Linked DNA regions of Ovis aries: region 2 is linked to region 1. A link is a contact called in public Hi-C data. All regions are on one chromosome and are shown on one strand. Each heading gives the region's core, a stretch centred on a gene start, on an enhancer-like site or on the middle of the called end of the contact. The rest is flanking DNA. Distances are from core to core; before and after follow the strand shown. Region 1 has its middle 58 kb from the start of ELMO1. Region 2 overlaps ELMO1 (engulfment and cell motility 1).

What was found. Hi-C and Micro-C count contacts between places; a contact is called where the count stands out from the background.
Region 2: a Hi-C map of hypothalamus shows a contact between it and region 1, with 3 times the contacts expected there. The contact joins two enhancer-like sites. A contact is called at or near these places in 13 of 16 Hi-C or Micro-C datasets (blood, hypothalamus, liver and 5 more).

Annotation. Positions count from the first base shown.
Region 1 is chr4:61,401,790-61,404,933 of ARS-UI_Ramb_v3.0, forward strand. No RefSeq gene overlaps it. Among named protein-coding and RNA genes, the nearest start is that of ELMO1, 58 kb to the right of the region's middle. Within about 2 kb of position 1,627, at least 9 of the 54 cell types and tissues checked have an H3K27ac peak or open chromatin away from gene starts, as enhancers often do. A contact at or near this core is called in hypothalamus, where this site is marked.
Region 2 is chr4:61,689,926-61,693,069 of ARS-UI_Ramb_v3.0, forward strand. It overlaps ELMO1 (engulfment and cell motility 1), which reads left to right. Exons shown (of 23, transcript XM_060414767.1): 14 at 1,299-1,430. Among named protein-coding and RNA genes, the nearest start is that of ELMO1, 230 kb to the left of the region's middle. Within about 2 kb of position 1,431, at least 4 of the 54 cell types and tissues checked have an H3K27ac peak or open chromatin away from gene starts, as enhancers often do. A contact at or near this core is called in hypothalamus, where this site is marked.

The DNA of each region.
Region 1 (3,144 bases), core at 377-2,876:
CAAAAACTGGAGTTAAGAGCCAAAGACATTACCAAAATAAAACAATAGCCACTTCAGGACGTCCTTGAGTACGATGACCTTGCAGGATGTGATTGTTATTATAGAACGTGGTGTGCTTGATACTTTGGCCTTTTTATTTTCTTGGCTCAAACCAGAAATGCCAACCTCTCCATCTATTCTAGAATCTCTGGCATGTTTATGGGCAGAAAATGGCTGATGATAGGTTTTTGGTCAGATGATCTTCAGTTAGACCTGAAACTCACCTGCTATTTTAAGAAAATTTTGTAAGATCGTCACCTAGCAAAACACACCCCAACACACGCACACACACACACACACACACACACACACACACTACTTTTCATAAAGAATCTGCCCCAACCTCACAATTTTATCTGGAAAAAAGTCAAGCAATCGTGAATGCAGCTATTAACACTAACTTCAAAATTATAACAAGGTTCAAGTGGATATAAACGTTAGAATAAAGTGTCCTGTGTATAGTGATGTTTTTAATAATATGCTTCTAAAAACTAAGCTTTTCATGTGAAAATTGTCAAATAAATAGCTGTGCTGATTTCTAAAGCAATAAGTAGCTCATGGATTTCATTATTTGCTACAGATTTTCAAATGAATTGATTAAAAATTACATCTGACTACCAGTCCCTGAGAGACTCTCTAATTTTCCACTAAAGTACATACAAACTTGCTTTTGTTTTAACAGTCATAATACAATTAAAAAAAATAAGATACTACTTTATTCAAACTCCTCCCCTACTTACAATTTCATCTTCCCCTTTTCCTTTTTTTTTTTTTGTTATTCCCACCTTTTCGCATGCTTTATTTTTTTAAAATTTACCTCTTTCTGAAACACTCTAGGGTCTAATGTTTTCTTTCCCTTTAACAAATAGGGCATAAGTATGATTTCCAGTGTTCCTAAACAAGCCATGCCGAAAACAAAGAAATGTTATCTTGTGTCCTCATAGTGGGGAATGTTTCAGGTGGTGATAATTTCCAAAATCCTATAAGGGTTTGACAGGCCACAAAGGAACACAGTCCAGGTATTGGCTGGATAGCTTAGATTTACTTTCCCCCCTTTCCTTCCTAATAAAATAAACTTCCCACCTATTATAACCAGTGCTCTCCCATGCCTCAGGCTCACATGTCCCACCAACTCCAGTTCTTTGAATGACTAACTCTGTTTATTCTTCAGTACTCAGCACAAGCATTGTCTCCTCCAAGACTCATTGTCCATTGAGTGAAATAAAAACCCATTCATGTGGTGTCCTACAGCGTTCTGTAGCAGTAGCTCAAAAACCTTTCCCCATTGCATTGAAACTCTCTTCCCAGGTCTGTTTCTTTTCTGTTAACCTAAAACAATAAAAGGTCCAGTTATTTTTCCAGCACAACAGGCTTTTTACTTGGAAACAGCCAAGAATTGCAATTCTGGACATGCAATTATGATAAAGCACATGCAAGTCAGGTAAAGCAAGGGAGAGAAGCTGTTATAAACACAAAGTCCAAAGTACAGCAGTTTTTTTTTTTTTTTTGGCTGAGCTGTTGTCAGGCAAGAAGAAAATCTTTCCTCTTCCTGCTGGCCCTGTAATGTCGCTTTCTGCCAGAGATGCAAGGTATGTCTCTTCCTACTGGGATCTGTGCTGGCACAAGTGGTATATGCATGAGAGCTCCCCTCCTGGCCTCCCAGCTCCGTTTTCATGAAGTTTCCCATTTCATTTTCACAGCTCCCCCTCAACTGAGAATTGATGTGAACAATTCAGAACAGAATTGATGTGCTGGTGTAGTCATTCCTAACTCGAGAGTTTACCATGAAATGATTATTTCCATTTTGTAGTGGATAGTTTAAAATGTCTTTAAAACATTCTCAAATTAACAGTAAACTATGTAATAAATTATACAGCACAGAAGACAATGGCTCAGTTGTTTCAAAATCATGTTTAATATATATACGCACATCATATGTGTGTGTGTACACAAAATACTCCTGAGTTAAAATTAACCCAAAATACCAACAATTTTCAAAGCAAATTCCTAGAAATGTTTGTTTCATGAGCTACTCAATGAAAAAGAGAAAGCTGAAATCAAATATTCTGAGATATCCTACACTAAGAATCCCGCAGACACTTTTGAACACAGTAGTTCCAACAGATATCCGACCATGACGCAGTTTTGCCAGGTACACTTCTGAACAGACTACGCAGACTTACCTACTCTGTGGACACAGGTTTTGAGAAATGTTGCATGACTTATTCTAACCAGCCCTTTACACGGCGGACAGGTCAGACCTAGATGTCCCAGCATCCATGGAAGATTTTTGTTGGAGTGGATTGTGCTCCTACCACAGCAAAGAAGAAGCAGTCGACACATTCCATGTGGTACTCTGTTGGAGGACTACCTAGCTTATCTTTTCCAATCCTAAGAATTCTGCTTTTCTTTCACAGGCAGTCCTTCTAATTCAATGAATAATGTTATCTCCTTTTGGGGGGCATGTGTAAAAGGATTGTTAACTATTTTGAAAAGCACCCATCTGTGACAATAGTCATGCTTATGGTGGCAATTGATTGAGATGATTTGGGAGAGGATGATGTCTCACAAATAGGAGGAAAAAAAGGGCAGAGAAGCCCCCTTTTCTTTATAATATGAGATTTATGTCTAATACCATGTGTTCATATTTATATCATATTTGTGCATAGTATCATATTTAAAACATGTTTTCCATTTAGCTTTTCTAAAATTAAAGCACAGTTTGGGGAGTAGATACCAAAATGCACTGCTAATTTAAAACTTGGGGTGGAATAAGGACAATTTAGCTTTTACTTTATTCATGAAATCTTAGCACAGGAAATGCTACACTATCATTTGTTTGTGGCTTCATCTTCAGCACAAAATTAGTTTTCTGCCTGGTGTCATTTGTCAAGTCATCTTTTAAAGTAGTAATTTCCCCACATCCCTTATAAAGGCAGCCCATCTTTAAAACCACTGCATGCTGACGTCACCCAATAAATTGTCACTACGGAGAAGGAATAACATGAACGCTGAGAGTTATAACACTGACCAAATGCAGAGCAGACAACCTTTTTGACCAACATCTTATCATAAATGCAGATTCAACTGTTAACTTTGGTAATT
Region 2 (3,144 bases), core at 181-2,680, 290 kb after region 1:
AAATAGTTGGACATAACTAAGTGACTAAGCATGCATAGGATCATAGAATAAAATAAATGAATTGTTTTGTTAATGTATCGAACACATGCAGACTCTTTCCTTATTGGATAAGAAAGCCTGACGTCGCATGACTACAAATACTGACACTTGGCTCCAGTGCTTTCATTGGTGATAGCTTTGGAGTCAAGTCCCCAGGACACAGAGCCACTTGGCAGCTCTGGTGATATGGCTTCTACAGGCTGAGAGAGTATTTCCATTCTCCAGTGGTCAGAGCCATCGAGGCCCCAGGTTACATCTGATTTCTGGGCTTCCATTTCTGTCGGTTGGCTCTCTGCTATAGATCTCTCTAGGTCTCTGGCTGTTGTGCTTGAGAGGTTAAGTCTTGATCCAAAAGGCTCTGGGGGAACTTTACTGTGTGAAGACAGAGTGAGAGGAAACAGCTGGGAGCGCTGCTGTAGCATATTTGCAGCTTAAACAGCGCTGCAGCTTTGGAAAGGAAAACACTCGTTATTGGCACGTGAGGGTCTGATCTCTGGCAGATGTGGACACACATGCGAAGTGTGTAACCGCCGCAGCACTTCGTTTGTGGCGTGAGGCCACGCGATTCAGAATGATCCAGAGGCTTCCAGCGGCCGTCTAACGTGCCCCACACTTCTGGCAAGGCCAAGTGCAATCATCACAGAGAGATGAGACTGCCTTATGACTTTTAGTTCGAAAGGCAATGCGTCCAGAGGTGGAACAGCCCTCCCTTCTTGAAAACCTCCTCCTATTTATGTAAAAGATACATGCCTTTTTCTTATTGTGGTTAAACGTGCATCACAGAACCTTTACCGTTTTAACCATTTTTCAGATTTGTCTCTATGAAGTCACTTCTCAGTGGAGTTAGGGATCCCGTATCACCTACCTATTGTTCTTAAACCTTATGTGCGTCTCACTTTATTTCTGACAGTACAGGACTTCAAGATCCTCTAACTTGGCTTTTTCCAATCACAAGCCTTCCATCATATTTGGGGCCCTCATTGAGAATGTCACAGGGCAGTTGATACCAGAGCTTCAGGGGGCTTGGCCATGAGGATAATTGTGGAATAAAGCCAGGGCTGACCAGCAGGGAGAGTGGCAGGAGGGGGGAAAAAGTTCACAGAGCTGTAACTTAGAACACTGGTTGCCCTTTATCTGTTTTCCTTTTGCCTGTACCCAGTGATTCATTTAGACCCTGGGGAATGAGGGAGCAGATGAAACATCACAGAATGAAGGCAGCTCTCTCTCCCTCCCTTTTTTTTCCTTCCTAAACCCTTCAGGCTCAGCGGGACATCATATTTGAACTTCGAAGAATTGCTTTTGATGCAGAGTCTGAACCAAATAACAGCAGTGGCAGCATGGAGAAGCGCAAGTCCATGTACACCCGGGATTATAAAAAACTTGGCTTCATAGTAAGTAAGCCATCTCCAGTGAGCTCTCTCCTTCCAGCCCCCAGGGGCCTGACCTCAGCCTCATAAGCGATGTCTCCTCTGAGCGTGTGGTCCTCCTGTGCCTTGCAGAATAGTTCCCACATTTTCCAGATGTTTAGCTGGTTTGAACAGGATCACATGAAAGTCTCCTCTGGCTGCAGCGGAGTGGAATAACTTGTACAAGTGTGACTAATACTGAGCTTGTTTATTCAGTTCTGATTAAGTGTAACCAAGAGTAGTTAGCCCGGAAAGCATCTAGACTTCGTTAGATCTACTTCACAGGAGGCTGAAGATTCTGTTTAAATTAAACAGGTGATGGCAATTGTGAGAGAAACCTTATTTGGGACTGGTGACTGGGTTATTCGCATATGCCGATTCCATATCACAATCGGATTGAGAGTCTCCTGAAATTTAATCATGGTGTGACATGCAGTTTATATTGTCCTAAAAGTTTTGTCTTGCTATGGATGCTAATTAGTTACCACCTAGATTTTCTTTTTACTTAGTTTGCAGATCAGAACACAGCCTTGTCCTGAATATAATCTGTTGTTTTTGTTTCTGCTTCCGGTCCATTTTTGCTTTCATCATTATCACATTTCTATATGACCTTTGGCTTATTAACCTCAAATTCTGCAGGTGTAAATTTGGGTTTCTTTTTACCTCCTTCATAACCAACATGAATCAGACTTTTGTCTTCAGTAATTAGAAATCATCGGGCATTATTTTATAACTGCAAATACTCTTTCCTTGAATATACTTACACACACACTAATGTTAATATTCATTTGTACACATTGGTATTTATGCTTTATTGTTATTTGGAAAACCTTATCTTTTATGGGAATTCTTTGAAAATGTTTCCACATCAGTTATATGCATTGTTTTCATTGCTAAAGAGTTGTTTTTATATGAGTGTACTACAGTTTATTTAGCCAAGCTCTTTTACTGAGTATTTCAGTGTTTTAAAATTATAGATGAGTCAGCAATTAACATCTTTGCCTCTCGGTATTGATGTACATCCTTGATCATGTCATTAGGATAAATCCATGAAACTAACATTTCTATGATATATATTTTTAAAGCTTTTGATATCATCAAATTGCTTTCCATAAACACTGGGTAATTTCTACTTTAACCATTGGTGCATCAGAGTAACTTTTTTATAAACCTCTCTAATAATATTTGTAAAACTAGAAAAAAAATAATAATTTGATGTTATTCCTTTTTTACTGGTAGTCTTAACATGTTTTTTCTAAGAAGAACACTTCTGAAGCATTGTATTCAGCTTTGCAACTTGCTTTACAGAGCTTCATTTTTATGCTGTCATATCCCAAATTTTGACTTTGACCTTCCATTTAATCTTTTAGCTGAATCTGTTTTTCTAAATTTTAGCAAAAAACTCCAAGACTGATGGAGAGGTGAGAGTCCCTGTGCTTGGTGTGTGTCGATGATCAAGGTTCCAAGGTGGCCCTGGTCCTGCTCTCACCCACCGGTGTGTTGGCAGACTCTTTGCTAGGAGTTGCCTGTCGAATTGTGGATGCAGCTCACATTCTACCTCTCTGACAGTTCCTTCCAGGTTTTACTTTAATGCGTTGAGTGAGGAAAGTGAAAGTGAAAGTTAGTCGCCCAGTCCTGTCTGACTCTTTGTGACCCCGTGGACTGGAGCCTGCCAGGCTCTTATGACCATGGAATTATC